Linked DNA regions of Mus musculus: region 2 is linked to region 1. Evidence: chromatin contacts called from public HiChIP or PLAC-seq data. All regions are on one chromosome and are shown on one strand. Each heading gives the region's core, a stretch centred on a gene start, on an enhancer-like site or on the middle of the called end of the contact. The rest is flanking DNA. Distances are from core to core; before and after follow the strand shown.

Region 1 (5,519 bases), core at 923-3,422:
GTGTTTCTTTAAGAGAAAACCATCAGCTGTGCAATAGTGGCACATGCCTTATCCCAGCACTCAGGAGACAGAAGCAGGTAGACTGAAAGCCAGCCTGGTCTACAGATGGAGTTCCAGGACAGCCAGGGCTACACACAGAGAAACACTGTCTCAAAAAACAAATATAAACAAACAAAAAAAGAAAGAGAGAGATTGGGGGGTCAACAATCAGCATTTGTTATAGAAGGTACATTGCATTGTAAGTAGACTAATCCTTCTCTTTGTAAACGTTAGCTGGAAGGTTCTGTGATTACTTAGCCCAAGGCCTAATTTCTTCAGCTATAAATGATAGGGTAAATTCCAAAGAGGGTCTGAGTAATTCCAGGCATCTAGAAGGATTTTTAAAAGTGTGTGGTGGTGTGGGACACATTACACACAAATGAAGGCTTATTTCTTACACAGCTTCATCAAATGTCTGCTGACTAATGATGTCTGGAGAGTTATACAGCTAAGTAACTGTAGTCACTCCAATTCAAAATTAGCAATAGAGAAGTCATTTAGGACTAGCATGATTATGTGGATAGAACACAAAGACTCCCTTTCTTCATACAGGTCCTGGCTAGGCAGCCTGTCAGTTTACCTGAACACATGAATATACAAGGCACTTTACTTCATTAAGTCCGACTGACCCCTTTGTCATAGCACTGTTGAGACACAGCAACAGAAGAACAAAATCTGATACAAACAAGCAACTTAAAAATCTGGAGAGATGGCTACATAGATAAGAGCAGTAGCTGCTCTTTCAGGGGGACCCTGTGTCAATTCCTAGCACTCACATGGCATCTCACAAGATCTATAACTCCAGTTCCAGAGGAGTGACACAGTGCATAGATTTACACCCAAGCCAAAAAATAAAAAACCTTACACATAATAATAATAATAATAATAATAATAATACAGTAATTTTTTAAAAGAAACTTCAAAAGTATTAATCCATTTTACCTCTAACATGACCCCCTTAACCTGGGCGGGGAAACTAAAGAGCACCTAGCATTCAGAGTCAAAATGGAGGGGCTGGTGAGATGGCTCAGTGGGTAAGAGCACCCGACTGCTCTTCCGAAGGTCCAGAGTTCAAATCCCAGCAACCACATGGTGGCTCACAACCATCCGTAACAAGATCTGACTCCCTCTTCTGGTGTGTCTGAAGACAGCTACAGTGTACTTACATATAATAATAAATAAATAAATCTTTAAAAAAAAAAAAAAAAAGAAATGGAAGCAGAAATATTTCCTGCTTGCAAATGCAGTTTCTATGAGATGAGATCTACCAAGTTTCCACGAAACAGCCTTGAAGTGAGAAGACCAACACAGAGGTCACTCCAGGAGGTGACATCTACATTTGTCCTGCCCCCTGGGGAAAGGCTAGACTCACACATCTCTGTACTCCTTGAGGACACGATTTGTGTAAAACATGGCCGCGTCATTCATCTCTTTCACAAAGGGGCCAGGTTTCGCAGCCTGTAGAGGAAGAAGCAGCCAGTGACACATAGTCTCTGCAGCCATACCTCCTTCCCTGCTTACATCCTCCCCTCCGTCTTACCAGAGCCACCCAGCCCAAGGCCTGGATGCTTTCACTGACAGCAGATAGATGATTAAAAAACTTGCTGCCTCGGTTCTTCTCCCGGAAGGTTATAACTTCTTGGATCTGCTCCGAGATAGGTGCCAACAAATCAGAAAGTTTATTCTAGGAGAGATGGGAAACAACTATGGTTAGTATTTCTTTTTTTTTTTTTTTTTTTTTTTTTCCATTTTTTATTAGGTATTTAACTCATTTACATTTCCAATGCTATACCAAAAGTCCCCCATATCCACCCACCCCCACTCCCCTGCCCACCCACTCCCCCTTTTTGGCCCTGGTATTCCCCTGTACTGGGGCATATAATAGTATTTCTATATATGCAGACCAACTGTTGACTCTGAAGGCAAGTGATTCCCCCTCTTCAGTTTATAGGGACAATATTCTATGTAGTCTAGAATCCAGAATACTCCTGCCTCGGCTCCCAAGTGTTGAAATTATAACCATGTACCCAAAGCATGGCAATGGGAGAATTTGTTATGGCCTATAATGAACACCTAGGTAAACTTTGTATCCACCCCACCATGACTCACCATGACTCACATGACTAAGATACTGCTCATATCCTTCCTCTGCATAAAGTTTCAAGTCCTCAAGAGAGACTTTGTGCTTAAAACCTATATTCTGTATTTGAAAAGCCCCTCCCTCCATTCAAACCACTTGTCTCTTTTCTGACTCACCAATAGAAGATACAGCTTATTTTTGTTCCTTATGCTCTTTCTCCACTTATCTAAATAACTTCATGAGCTTTTAGCTTTTAGCTTCATGTGGCAGCTTTTTTACCCCAGCTGCCACAGCTTCTGTATCATATGTCAATATAACCCATCTCGATACCTTACCATACAACACTGCAAACTATCCCCAGACCCACATATGTCCTTCCTTTCCCTTGTTTCTCTGTAAGACAGGGTCTCTCTCATGCAGTCCAGGCTGCTGTGTATGTAGCCGAGGATGACTTTAACGCCTCCTGATTTCTCTCTCCACTTCCCAAATGCTAGGATTAAAGGTATACTACCAAACCTAGTGCTTGTTTTTCTGTTAACTTTTCAAAGGCCAGAGCTTTGTCTCAGTTCTCCTTTGTCCTCAATGCACCCTGAGCCACACAGCAGCTGCTTAGTAGAGATCTGGTGATTCAAATGCAGTCCGTGATGCTGCCATTCAAAGCCACTGAGCAAAATGGATGTGCCTTGTGTTCCCACTTTTTGATCCTCCCTTCAAAACTAGGTTTCCTAACCATGTCAGTTCTCAGGTCCTGTGTGCACAGTCTAACGAGAAGTGTGAAAACTTCTCTAAAGTACTAATCAGTGAATATTTGTTCCCCCAAAAAACTTCATTTCCATACACTGGAGGAAATCAGCCTATAGTCTGTGGTTTTGCTAACCTTAGTCTAAAATATGACAGTGTCTCAGCTATTTTATTCATCTAGGGAAGTATGAACTTGGAGAGAAGACAGAGATACAACACTCTCGTCACTCAAGACAGATATTTAAATTATCTGCATTGTTTCCACAGACTTAGGCATGACAAGGATCAAGGATTTTATTTATTTCAGCCTTAGCAGGAAGACTTGTTTTAGCATCTTCTGTGATCAAGAAAACCTAAGACAAGTTAATAATCTTTCCTTCTAAGAAAGTTCTCATTTCTCTAACTTAACTTTCCATAGCAGATAGCAGAAAATGTTGAAATAAGAGTCAAGCTAAAGGGAGGGTAAGGGATGAAGGCAGTCCCAGTATCAAAGGCTTAGGATCCCCACCACAGCTGTGCCACCTGTCAAACACCAAAGCTGCCTGACAGAAGCAGCGACATCCCAGGGGCAACTAAAGTAATGAACAAAATGACAGAAAACAAAAAGTCATTGGGGACTGGTAACTACCCAAGGCACAGTCCCATGGGGCACTTGAGTGCTTTTATGTCTGTACACTGCTGTGTGTTATTGTAGCACGCTGTGACAGCCTCTTGGAAATTTCTGAGCATCAGAGCAAGCGCAACTATCTAGTAAACTTACACCAGCTGGCTGCTGGCACTGAGAAGCTGTAGCCAGGAGAGCTCGCTCCAACTTCAGGCCTGTGTGGACCATCTCCGCCTGCAGGAAAAAACAATCTGCTGTCCATGACACATGACATTAAGGATAACCTGAAACTTACACATCCACAAGCCCTCCATGTTGTCTGACTCGTGCATTCCAGAGTTCAGGGACTGATACCAGAATCACATTCACTATCGTTCCTGTTGGAACTGTCAAGGACAAATAGCCAGAACTGAAAATGAAGATAGCCCATCTTAGGTGAAGGCAAGTTAGTGAGTTCAGATGAAGTACTTTTGGGATCTATCTGTTTGGATTTTTGCTGGGGGTGGGGGTTGTTTGTTTGTTGAGGTACTAGGGATAGAATCCAAGGCTTTTGAATGGTACAAAAAATATTCTACCACTGAGGTAATAAGTGTAGCCCAGGCCCAAGTAAAATTTGCTTAAATTTACTTTTATTTTTATTCAAGTATCTCTGTGCATATGCCAGTTTAGGCCAGCAGAGGGTGTCAGATCCCCTGAACTGGAGCCATGAAGCACCTGAAGTGGGTGCTGGGAAGAGAGCTCAAGACATCTGCAAGAGCATCTCTCCAGCTCCTTATTTTATTTTTAGATGTTTTGAGACAGGATCTTAAATGTGTGACATCCTCAGGCCATAGTCTCCCAAGACTAAAATGACAGGCAGGAGCTACCACACTGCAGCTAGACTTGTACTTTCAGAGATAAAAGTGACATATGTTTAAAAAACTTTTTCGGGGGGCTGGAGAGGGCTCAGCAGTTAAGAACACAAGCTGTTCTTCCACGGGACTCAGAGTTGGTTCTCATCACCCATCATGGCTCACACCATCTGTAACTCTACTTCTAGGGGATTCAATGTCCTCTTCTGGCCTCTCTGGGCACCATGCACACAACTGGTATATGGACATGCATGCAGGGAAAACACACAGACATATAGAATTTTTTTAAAGGTTGCTTAAATTCTTTTTCAAATGTTATACAATTGTCTGAAGTAAAAAATATACCACCATTCCCCTACCAATGGAAAGTCCCAGTGCTCCACAGAGTCCCCACCTCTCAGACACTGCCAACGGCTAGTGTATAAGGGGCTCAGGGTCAGTTAGAAAGAGCCTAAATATGGTTACTGTTTATAAATGATCATTCCGTGCTGGGCTCCAGAAGAGATGCAGAGTGTCAGTGAGTGTGGGATGCAGGTGGTGGTGACAGTGTAGGAGGCAGAGCATGAAGGGAAGTGGGAGGACAGGCATCTGTCATTGCCTACCTCATTCTCGCAGGGGCTAAATGTGAAAGTAATCCATATTAGCATAACTAATAACTACCATCCTCGGTTTATAGGTGCTAAGTCACGAAAGTGATTCTTTTGAATAAGCCACCCTCCACTTGGTTACATAACATTAAGATAAGACTGCCAGGACCTTCTCCACCACAAAGATGAACACAGTTGTATTTTATGACCAAACAAGCTTTGTCATAAAAGAAACACACAGAATATGTAATAAAACAGGAGACCTAGAAAAATGAACCCCATTTCTGTTCCTGGACCAATAAAGGAAGAAGAAAAGGAGTCAGGGGGCTCCCGGACGCCCCTATGATGAGGGTGAAGAGATGTGAAGAAAAGCTTCCAGTCCTTAAATAGGAGGAGAAAGAAAGGGCCCCCGTGTCCTTACGTGTTTCTGCACATCTCCCCCGATCTCCTTACTCATCTTCAAGTACTCTGCCACGGGATTGGCAAGCAGCGAGTCAAATGCTTGCACATATGGAACTGCTCCTGGGGAAGGCAAACACACGCAATAGGAGAATCAAAGAGACACTGAGTGATGTGTACTGGCACTTACGTGGTCATCAGAGGACAACTTCAGGTAT
Region 2 (5,519 bases), core at 2,242-4,741, 130 kb after region 1:
GTGATAGATGAGTCTCTGTCTCAAAGACATAAAAACAAAACACCAGAGCCAGTGAGATGGCTCAGTGGGTAAAAACTCCTACTGCAAAACCTGGTGACCAGAGTTCAATTCTCAGAACCCACACGGTGAAAGAAGAGTACTGTCTCCTACAAGTTGTCTTCTGATCTCCACATACCCTCAGCACACATACAGACACACATACAGACACACACACACTATGTGTGTATCTGTGTGTGTGTGTATATATATATATATATATACACATACATACATACATATATATACTATGTACGTATATGTATGTATAATATATATATAATGTGTATATATAGTGAATGTATGGATATATATGTATGTGTGTGTGTGTATGAATTAGAACATAACAACAACAAAACTGCAGATAATTTAGATGTCTCTAGAGTAGCATTTGTTACCTTGGTCAATTTATCACCATTCTGGGTCCAGACATTAACTCAGAAACCACAGTTGTCAGTCCTAAAAGCTACAGTGTCTCCTCGGAACAGACAGACACACATTAACCAGGCTCATGAGACCGCTATTTCAAATCAGATGCCAATTCATTAATTTACAAGGGGAAGTGAGGTTTTGGAGCACGTTGGATTTCTCTGTTGCTGAGTGCATTCTCTCTCTGTAGGTGGGGTTACATGGGATGCAAAACGGCTTTCAGAGAACTGCTGAGCGAGCCAGTGTAGGTAAGGTGGGGGATGAACTGGCTGGCTTCAAGGAATGATGCCTCCATCTTCCCTGTCTCCGGATCAGCTTTTTGCACCCAGCGAGATCTTGATAGTGTTCACTGCTGGTGATTACCATGGCAGCTCTCCATAATTTCTGCCTTTCTCTGAGGCCCACACCTTTGGCCTAATGCCAATACTTTCTTAGTTATATTAATACTTTTGGTCTGGGGATATGGCTCAGGGGTAGAGCCTTTGCCCAAGCCTATATCAGACTCTAGGTTCAATTTCCACCCCTGAAGAAAAATCGTTTTAGTCTTTTTGTTTGGTTTGGTTTGGTTTTATTTTTGGCTTCTGGGGGAGGGGGTTGTTTGGTTTTTGGTTTTGGTTTTTTGGGTTTGTTTGTTTGTTTTTGTTGGGTTTTTGCTTTGTTTGGTTTTGTTTTTCAAGACAGGGGTGATCTGTGTAGCCCTGGCTGTCCTGGAACTCACTCTGTAGACCAGGCTGGCCTCGAACTCAGAAATCTGCCTGCCTCTGCCTCCCGAGTGCTGGGATTAAAGGCGTGTGCCACCACTGCCCTGCCGTCATTTTAGTCTTGAGACGGGGTTGCAACAAGTTGGCCAGTGCTCAAATGATCCTCCTGTAGTTTGCATCCCAAGTAGCTACAATTACAGGTGTATGCCATTGTGTCCTTACTACATTAGAATATTTAATCAGGGAATAGTCTAGATGGTCTCCAGTGGGGAATTGGAACACCCTTGTATTATAGCATTAGAAGGTTGTATTGGGGCTGGAGAGATGGCTCAGCGGTTAAGAGCACTGACTGCTCTTCCAAAGGTCCCGAGTTCAAATCCCAGCAACCACATGGTGGCTCACAACCATCTGCAATGAGATCTGATACCCTCTTCTGGTGTGTCTGAAGACAGCTACAGTGTACTCATATATAATAATAAATAAATCTTTAAAAAGAAGAAGAAGAAGGAGAAGAAGAAGAAGATTGTATTGGGAATACAGGCATGAGCCATCATACCTGGCCTTAGTGAGGTCAGTCTGGGCAACAGAGTGAGAATCTGTTTCAAAAAAAAAAAAAAAAGAACAAAATGAACAACTCAGGTAGGCCTATTTTCCAAATATAGATTCCAAGCCTCCTGTGAATTCTATGCAACAATATCTCCCTTAAAAGTTATTTTCCTGCTTACATTGGTTTCTGTTATTGTGACCAAGACCCCGGAAAGTGCAGCAACCACCACAGACATCTGCATGCCTGACAACAAGACCCTGAAAGGGAGTCTAATCCCTCTGCACCAAGGCTGCAACCAAATCAGGAGCCTTTTCTGGGCCTCCCAGTACAGCACAGAGCAGGGCATACAGGCCGTCTCAATAAAATCTGGTTGGCTAGGTCACTCAGGAAGCCAGTGCGTAAATATTGCCAGAAGTCATTCTAGGTGCAGGGACTACAAAGCGAGCCAATTCCTGCTTTCAAGGATGTCCTACACACACCTTAGACACAACAAATGGAAAATGGAGAGTCACACACACCCCCTGTCTTCTCACCCAACTCGTGGGTCATCTCACACCTCCCTGGCCCAAAACAACGGGACGTGTTTATCCTTCTGGCTTCAGTCTGTTAGGATGGCAACAGCCTGTAGTTCTGAGTAGTTAGACAAAAAGAGTAGGAGGAAGAGAAGGATGGCAGACAACCAGACACCAGACCTTGATGCCAGGTGTAGGATTCTAGATGAATTGGCTGCTATCCTAAGTTACCTTCCTTGGACCTAAATTAGTTAGTCTTTTCCTTTCTCAGAAGGTAGCCTGTTTATGATAACACAAAGGAAATATATATATATCTCCATCGTCTCGGCCAGGGATGTCATGCAAAACTTCAAACACTTTGATCCCACAGCTAGGAAGCACAAAACAGGGGCCTGAATGAAGTTTCCACACCCCTACACTCCTATCTCTAAAACAGCCGTTAGGAGAGTTTTGTGTGGAGGATGAATTCTGGGAGGCAGGGCTGTGAAGGAAGGGTCAAGTGTCAGCTATGACCTGGGGGATGACAGAGGTCTCACTACCCTCCCCAGGGATAAAGCTGCTGTTGTTCGAATTCTCTCATGTCCTTTCCTAAGGTGCTCTATCTTTTTAGTAAACAAATTCAGCCCGGCGATCCTGTGAAGTCATTACCATTCCTTCATTTCACAAGTAAAATTGGGGCTCCGAGGGATTATATATACTGCAGGCTTTCTAGCTCGGAATCTTCACTGCTATTCAAGGTTTAAGCCACTGAGCTAAAGAATGGGCTAATGGTTACTGAAGCAATGGGTTGAAGAAGCCTGGGTTCAGGGCCGAGGGCCACCAGGTGGCGCGGTGGAGGTGCAGTGTGTGCCCCACCATCACCACCACCACCTCCTCTGTCATGGGTGGGACGCACCTGAACCTGGTGGGGCGCGCCCCGGGAAGTAGACTAGCAGGGTGGGGCAGGGAGCAGCTCTAGTCCTTGGCTCTGAGTAGGCGCGGAGCGCCGCTTTAGTTAAGTCGCTTGGACCGCGGGAGCCTCTCGAACAGTCACGCCTCCACCAGGAGACTGCGGGGCTGCATCAGCTCTTCTGCTCTGCGCTCCCCAGCGTACAATTTATTAGGGAGCTTCAAGGGATAGAATAGAAACGACCAGTTCAGCCAGGAGGTGGGGCCGGCCCCACCTGTCGCCAGCGGAGAGAGGGGCGGGAGGGGGAGGGGCTTGTCTCCTAGGGACCACCCCCCCTCCTGGTCCCCAAGCCCCGGGCACGCGACGAGATATAAAGCAGTCGGGAAACAATGCGCCTGCAGATCGCGCTCCCGCGTCGATCCCGGGAGCGTCCTGGCTGCCGTGTGCGAGCGAGGCGGGGGGCGCGCGCACGGGGGGCGCGCTCGTGAGTGCGGGGCCGCGCGCTCGGTGGCGCGCATGTGTGTGTGTGCGGGCTGCCGGGCTTCCCCGAGCCGGCGGGGAGCCGCTCCGCTCCAGGTGGCGGGCGGCGGGAGCGAGGTGAGGCTGCGGGTGGCCCGGGCAGGGGTCCCCAGGGGACTGGCGGGCTGCAAGGCTGCAGACTGCCTTCGAGACAGCGCGCCCCCGCCCGGCCCTGCTGTGCCCCCGGAGCTGAGCTCCGGGCGGTGCTGGCAAAGTTTGCTTTGAACTCGCTCCCCTCAGCCTGGTCGGCCCGTTGCGAGCTGCCCTGAGCGAGCTGACCCCAGGCCAGGCTTCCCAGGAGCAGGGACCAGGGCGCGGGCTGCAAGCTGGTGGGCCTGGGGAGAGACCAGAGCCCCGCAGCCAGCTGCAGCGAGGGACTCGGAGCCGCCTCTTCCCTCGGCGGGCACCGCAGTCAGCTCGTCTCCCCCTTCCCTCCCGCAGGGAGCGGACATGGACTTCGACTCGTATCAGCACTATTTCTACGACTATGACTGCGGAGAGGATTTCTACCGCTCCACGGCGCCCAGCGAGGACATCTGGAAGAAATTCGAGCTGGTGCCGTCGCCCCCCACGTCGCCGCCCTGGGGCTCCGGTCCCGGCGCCGTGGACCCAGCCTCTGGGATTAATCCCGGGGAGCCGTGGCCTGGAGGGGGTGCCGGGGACGAGGCGGAATCTCGGGGCCATTCGAAAGCCTGGGGCAGGAATTATGCTTCCATCATTCGCCGTGACTGCATGTGGAGCGGCTTCTCCGCCCGAGAACGGCTGGAGAGAGTGGTGAGCGACAGGCTGGCCCCAGGCGCGCCCCGGGGGAACCCGCCCAAAGCGCCCGCTACCCCGGACGGCACTCCTAGTCTGGAAGCCAGTAACCCGGCGCCCGCCACCCAATGTCAGCTGGGCGAGCCCAAGACTCAGGCCTGCTCCGGGTCCGAGAGCCCCAGCGATTCTGGTAAGGACCACCCGGGGGCTAGCTAAGAGGGAGGCACCCCTTGGGTGGCCAGAGCTCTATCTACCGCTGTTTGAAATCAGGCATTAGATCTTAAACCTTCCCATCACCTCCCCATTTTCTGACTGAAGCTGTCGGTGTAGCCCCCAGCTGTGTCTGTCTGGCACGTGGGTGTGTTGGTAAACAGTTTGGAGAAGTGGGGAGGGAGCCAGCGTCCCTCTGATGGTGATTGGAGCCCCAGGGGACCAGGGCGACTTGGTGAGGGTTGGCGCTTAGAGAGGACAATACTCGGGTTGGACTGTAGGGGATTTCTGTCCTTGGGAGGTTGAAAGGGTTCCCTTAAGAGTCACTCCAAGCTTGAAGCTTTTTTGTTGCTGCCTCTTTCCCTGGGAAACTCACACTTCCCTAAGGGAGAAAAGACTGAGATACCTTTTGAGCAGAACCAAAAGCCTTCCTCCACTCGAAAACCTCCATCTCCCGCCTGCTGCACTTTAAATTGCTAATTCTCTTCTCTTACCCCAGTCCCAGTCCTTACTACTTCCCATCACTAGTGACTAGTGAGACAGGTGGAGGGAGAGTAAACGCTCCTCTTAACAGATGGGAAAACTGAGGATTAGAGACAGGAAATCAGTCAAGTGAGCCCCAGCCTCCTGCTGTCTAGTCGCTTCTTTTCCCAACTCCTTTCCCTGTCTTTCTTGGTGTTTAGAGGGTCTTCCTCATAGCTTGTTTGAGAAGAGCTACACGATGCCTGTTGATTTGGCCTTAGGAAGGTATCCAATCTCCCGCCCAATACATCTGTGGGCTTCGGCTGCTCTTCTACATTCAACATTCCTGCTCGGTCCCATCTCTGGTATTGAGATAATGGTCGTAGCGCCCCAGGCCTCCCTCCATACTGATGAAGAGCAGTCTTCACTGAGCTCAGACCACCTTGCTCTTCCCCTAG

Evidence for each region. HiChIP or PLAC-seq counts read pairs in DNA pulled down with a chosen protein or histone mark.
Region 2: an H3K4me3 HiChIP or PLAC-seq map of bone marrow-derived macrophages shows a contact between it and region 1, with 2.0 times the contacts expected there. The contact joins the promoter of Mycl here to the enhancer-like site in region 1. A contact is called at or near these places in 9 of 39 promoter capture datasets (the 3T3-L1 cell line, 3T3-L1-derived adipocytes, the C10 cell line and 5 more), 2 of 15 datasets of contacts at CTCF or cohesin (large pre-B cells and pro-B cells), 17 of 484 Hi-C or Micro-C datasets (B cells, CD4 T cells, CD8 T cells and 13 more), 10 of 115 datasets of contacts at active chromatin or transcription factors (CD8 T cells, DN3 thymocytes, the HPC-7 cell line and 7 more) and 3 of 9 other capture datasets (adipose tissue, liver and pancreatic islet).

Annotation. Positions count from the first base shown.
Region 1 is chr4:122,866,074-122,871,592 of GRCm38.p6, forward strand. It overlaps Cap1 (CAP, adenylate cyclase-associated protein 1 (yeast)), which reads right to left. Exons shown (of 13, transcript NM_001358035.1): 3 at 5,324-5,424; 4 at 3,621-3,698; 5 at 1,580-1,723; 6 at 1,412-1,497. Among named protein-coding and RNA genes, the nearest start is that of Cap1, 17 kb to the right of the region's middle. Within about 2 kb of position 2,173, at least 53 of the 459 cell types and tissues checked have an H3K27ac peak or open chromatin away from gene starts, as enhancers often do. A contact at or near this core is called in Th17 cells, bone marrow-derived macrophages, double positive thymocytes and 1 more, where this site is marked.
Region 2 is chr4:122,992,440-122,997,958 of GRCm38.p6, forward strand. It overlaps Mycl (v-myc avian myelocytomatosis viral oncogene lung carcinoma derived), which reads left to right and starts at 3,492. Exons shown (of 3, transcript NM_001303121.1): 1 at 3,492-3,711; 2 at 4,075-4,579. The coding sequence starts at 3,631.